Regions from separate parts of the Triticum aestivum genome. Here region 1 is linked to region 2. The links are chromatin contacts, called in public HiCAR-type maps. All regions are on one chromosome and are shown on one strand. Each heading gives the region's core, a stretch centred on a gene start, on an enhancer-like site or on the middle of the called end of the contact. The rest is flanking DNA. Distances are from core to core; before and after follow the strand shown.

Region 1 (2,700 bases), core at 113-2,612, 140 kb after region 2:
ATTGCACAGATAAATAAAAATTGCGTGGGAGCAACTACCCAAAGGGTACCCCTTGTGCTCGGGATGCTCATCCAGCTACCAATTGGTGCGCCCAACCATTGCCACATGTTGCGCGCTGGATGCACCCGTGGTAGCACGTTTTTTTTTTGGGTTTTTTGCACACATTTTTGGACTTTTCCCTCGTCTTTTGGCTTTTCAATTTTTTCGTGACTTTTTCTTAAGTTTCCTTGGAAAAAAAATGTTTTTTGGGGTTTTTCCCCTTGTGAAGCACTCAATTTGAAAAGCACATTATGTTTCCCAATGAAGCACAATTGTGCTTCCGCGTGAAAAAGTGAAAATCACAGTTGTGCATTGCGTGAAGCATAACCTGTGCTTTTCCAAATAGTGAAATTCATAGTTGTGTTTTTCGCATGAAGCACATACTATGCTTCTAGAAAAAGTGAAACACAAATGTGCTTCCGTGTGAAGCACAGTTGTGCTTCTGGTTTTCCTTTCTTTTCTTTTGGTTTTTATGGTTTCCTTTTTTGTTTTTGTTTTTTTATAGGTTCATCTAAATCTATTAACAAGTGATCTAGTTTCGAAGATCTTGATGCGAGAACACAACGGTGAAAATAATTTGTGATTTGGACGCATGCTTCGAGCGATAAAACATTTTGAAAAAAGGAATCTACGAAGGAACACAATACTCATAGGTTGCGACAAGTGAAGCACATGCAGCGCGTCATTTGTCATCACCAGAGAAAGCGGGAGTGATATTTGCAAGGGGGTATTCCCTTAACTAGTGATTTCCAAATTGCGCTTTATCCAAACTAGTAATTGGTAGGTTCAATGCACATTAATGTTAGGGAGAAAATTAATTGCATGTTAATATTAGGTGGATATCAATTACACATTAATTATGCGACTAATCCATACGTTGATACTCAGTATGATATTAATTGATGCTAAACATGTTGAACACCCACCATTGGAGCAATACATGTCATTGGATTGACATGGTCTGATAGCGGCTGAGATTAATTGGATCTTTCTTTTTGGGTCTTTTTTATATTGGTATAGATACATATATAGATATAGAGGGGTATAGATATAGTTTTTTTTTTGAGAATTGATGTAGTTTGTACCTTGGGTTCTCATCAATAAAAAAGTTAGTACCTGGGGTTGTTTGGTGGAAACTCTCATGGGCCACATTTCACGCCAAACAGGCCTGCTAATGGCACACACGGAAACCTCTAGGCATTAGTACGGCCCAAGTATTTCTCAAAAAAAAAATTAGTACGGCCCAAGTAGTCAAAGATAGCCGTTTTGACCTCACCGAGATTTTCCGCAGCGAGCGGGAAAAATATTTAAGCTCGCACAGCCGCTTTTCTTCCTCCCCCTCAAGAAAAAGCCATTCGAAATTCCAAATCGAACTCCCAACCCCGAAGCCAGTGCACGGGCGCGGAGCGGAGCGGAGGCCACTGCGCAGATCAGGCGACCTCCGGTTCCCCACCTCCCATCCACCCAGATCGCCGCCAGCGGCGGCGCCTGCGCCCGATTCGCCCCCCTCCGGCGGCCGGCGGCGGAGGACGCGGCCGAAGCTGCGCCCACGCACGCTCGCACGGCGAGGCGGAGCGGGCCCCAGGTTGAGCCGCGCGCGGATTTACTTGCCCCCAAGCCCTCAGGCCCTCCCCGCGCCTCACGTCGTCAACCCCGACTGGATTCGGCCGGCGGGGAGCTTCGCCCCGTCCAGGCTCGCGCCGCTCCAACAGCGGCGAATCCACGGCCAGTGCTCAGTGAGTTCGATTCTGCTGCCCCCCTTGGGCGCGCGGCTCGAATTCGGGTCGAGTTTGGCGCTTCATTTTTATTTTCTGACCGAGGCGTGGATTGCGGCTAGGGTTTTGCGCGCGCGACTAGCGGGAGATGGGGGTGGAGGACTACCACGTGGTCGAGCTCGTCGGGGAGGGGTCTTTCGGGAAGGTGTACAAGGGCAGGCGCAAGTACAGCCGACAGGTTCGCATCAGACCCCTCCCTCCCCTCTACCGCGTTCCGGTGGTGCAAGGGAGGAGTGATCGATTTGTCCGCGTTTTCCCCAATATAAAGTTTATTTCCTTCTCCTGTCTGAATTTGATGCAGACTGTCGCCATGAAGTTTATTCTTAAGCATGGGAAGAGCGACAAGGACATCCACAACCTAAGGCAGGAGATCGAGGCAAGTGCTCTGCTGCTGCTGCTAGTTTTTTCTAATTCAGATCACCATCCGTAGAGATTCAGGGTTCCTGCCTGTGGCAATTTATCTGTACCTTCAAATCACATCCTTGCTTGAGGATGTCAGATCACAAATTCACAATTGCTAGTTTGTTTGAAGATGTAAGGGTAATCTCAAACTTCCTTCAATTACATGTTTTGGTGTGGGGTGGGTTTCCAGTTCGTCATGGGGGATGGGCGCAACTTGAGTCATGATGATACCCGTTGTTCAATCTAAACTTAAGGCATGCAACACCTTCAAAAATCCGAAATGTTGCAGTCATTTATTTGTTTATTAATCTGCTGTGTGAGTCAGAGATGAATGATGTATCATGTACAGAACAAGCGATAACCATATAGCTAGAAGCTTACAATAGTTTGCCACATAGTTGTATTTGTTAGCTCGCTATGGTGTATTCTCACTGTACCATCTCAATGGTTCTCGTCAAAATTTCTGTAGATTCTGAGGAAACTC
Region 2 (2,700 bases), core at 58-2,557:
TGTATGTGTAGTCAACAAAAGCAACCCCCTCCTATGGCCCTATTGATCGACGACACGCATGATTTGATTTGACTTGACCGGTTTTGTTGTGTAGCTGTTGGGGATAAGTGGGAGAAAACATCTGCACTGCGTGGCTGGGGTGCGATTCAAATAAGAAGACTCCGATTACCCGTGCAGTGCAAAAGTCTCTCTTTTGTGCTAAGAAAATTACACAGCACGCGACTAGTGAGATGACCCAACCGAACAGAGTACTTTGTGCTGGAGTGTTCTTCTGGTAACCGGCTCGGAAATAAAATGTTCAGATAAACGCTCCTCGTCCTCGGCGTGCATGAAGAAACATCAACGGACCTAAAGTAAAATAAAATCTTCAGATAACGCTCAGCTAGAAAATATCTTCCGGTAACCGGTCGTCGACACGCAACACTGCATTGTTTCTTCGCAGAAAAAGGAGAGCAGGACAGCATCAACGACAGCAACAGGGCGCCCGTGAGCGTTGAAAGGAAAATTTCCTCAAGCAACCGAACGGTTCTTTCTCCCGGGCTGAATTGGCGTGTGTGTCGAAACTCCGTCAGAAACAGGGGAGGGGTTCGATTCAGAGAGATGGCATCGGTCGATCGATGAAAGTACCTGATGCCCCATGGCCGAGGCGGACGAGTTGCCGTTACCGTTGCAGCCAGTCATCTGGTCGATCTCCACAAGAAGAAGACGATGAAGACGAAGACGAAGATGACGACGGAGAAGAAGAAGCAGGTTTCAGCAGGCCCTGGGAGTCCTGGAACAACAGATGAACAACACAATCGGGGGCTATATAATAAGCATGTGGGCGTGCGAATCCGTGTGAATTGCGCAAAGATTTGGGGTAGGTGAGGGGGGCACCTACTGTGCGGAAGGGAAGGCGATCGAGGGCGACGGCGATGCGGATCGATCGTGAACGGAGACGAGAGAAAACGTGTGAATGGAAATGGCCTATATATAGAGAGACTAGGGAGAGGGAGCTGAGAATATGCCCGTGGATGTGGCCGGGGAGGTAGGAAAGAAAAGGCAGGAAAAAGGTGGCGATTTTTACCCGGTCCGTCGCGCGTGGAGAACTCGTGGCTTATAGTAGATAGCAAAATGGAGAGGATGGTTAATTCACTTATGACTTTCCTAGTATATGGCGGGGCGCGTGGTAATTTCTGTAATTAGGAGTGAGGTTATTTGCTTCCAAGTTTGCGGTGGTGGCGTCCATGGCAGCGTGTTATTGTGTCCCCCTTCCTGTCGCGAGGCTGCGCCATGGTTGCTTGCTTGGAAGGTAAAGTAAAGAGATCGCCGCACGGGAGATAGCACCCCTGATTTGGAGTGCTGCTTGTCCTCCAACCCCTAATCTGTCAATAAAAATCAGATACGGTTTTTTGCGGGTGGATAAAAATCAGATGCGTGCAAGAACAGTAGGTGCGATCCTGGTGGTGGTTCACGTAGGGAGCCCATGACAAGAACCTGACAAATAGCAAATGAGCCGAACACCTGAGTGCACGCATATAAACAAACAACATAAATTGTTAATTCGTTGAGGTTTGAAACACTTTGGCAGATAGACACAAAGGTCGGCCGAGGTAGATAAAAAAGTTCCCGGCTTTATATTATACTCACCCCGCCCCAAAATAAGTGTCTTGAGCTTAGTACAAATTTGTACTAGAGCTAGTACAAAGTTGAGATACTTATTTTGAGACGGATGGAGTATAAAGCAACCGCACCAACATCCGACAACATCAAACAAAAGCAAGGAGTGCAACAAGGTACACAATAAGTTCAGCTGGGGGCACAACACATCAAACCCCTGCAAAATAAGTGCGGCCTAATAATTAGTCCGGCTCGGGCGGAGGTGGAGGGGTCGGTGAAGTAAAGTCCCGCAATGATCACGTCGATGTTGTCCCGATCGTGCCGCTTGCTAAGGGGTCTCTAGAGCTGTAAGAAGTCACACATTTTGTAGATAACATCAGTCGCAAGGCACATGCTCAATCACTAGTTTATTGCACATTCCCTAAAGTACACATGAGGGTGCCCATCGCCACCCAAAGGGATGGGCGAACCCTGCACGGAAAGCCAAGGATCTCCCGGAACATGTCCGGGAGATTATCATGGCACCAAGTCCCACCCATGACATTCCGTAAACAACTCCAAAGGAAGATCGCTGACGGGCAGCGGAAGAATATGTGGTTGGAGTCTTCCAGAACTCCACATAGTAGGCTCAACCAATTATTGGGACCATTCCGTGTCAATACTTTCATATCCGAAGGTAAGCGGTTGCGCACCCATTGCCAAAGGAAGATGCGAATTTTCATCGACAGCTTGATCTCCCATAGGAGAGTCAGCTCCGCTGGACTAGGAGTGGCCAAAAGCGTGTGGTACAAGGACTTGGTCGAAAATGTGCTACTTGGTTTAAGATTCCGGGAGATGGCGTCATGCTCAAGGTTGGGGGAGTGGACGGCTATGCACTCCAGCAGCTCCTCCCATTGCTCCCGCTCAAGTGGGCCAAAGGTGCGCCGGAAGGCAATGCACCCAAGGTCCTCTAAAGCCGCACTCACCTTGAGTTGCGGACGGGCGCAAATACTAAAGAGCGAATAAAACCGTTCCGCAAACGGTCTAGCGCCCGACCACCGATCAGCCAAAACAATGTGTTGGTACTCGACCCAACACAAATCGAAGATCCTATCCGAAGAA

The links. HiCAR-type assays count read pairs that join an accessible place to other places.
Region 1: a HiCAR-type map of leaf shows a contact between it and region 2, with 6 times the contacts expected there. The contact joins the promoter of LOC123043593 here to the promoter of LOC123043591 in region 2. A contact is called at or near these places in 3 of 5 Hi-C or Micro-C datasets (leaf and root) and 1 of 1 datasets of contacts at active chromatin or transcription factors (leaf).

What each region holds. Positions count from the first base shown.
Region 1 is chr2B:80,080,110-80,082,809 of IWGSC CS RefSeq v2.1, forward strand. LOC123043593 (serine/threonine-protein kinase TIO) reads left to right here and starts at 1,363. Exons shown (of 23, transcript XM_044466090.1): 1 at 1,363-1,775; 2 at 1,877-1,992; 3 at 2,116-2,190; 4 at 2,686-2,700. The coding sequence starts at 1,903.
Region 2 is chr2B:79,943,441-79,946,140 of IWGSC CS RefSeq v2.1, forward strand. It overlaps LOC123043591, which reads right to left and starts at 1,308. Exons shown (of 6, transcript XM_044466087.1): 1 at 877-1,308; 2 at 628-772. The coding sequence starts at 681.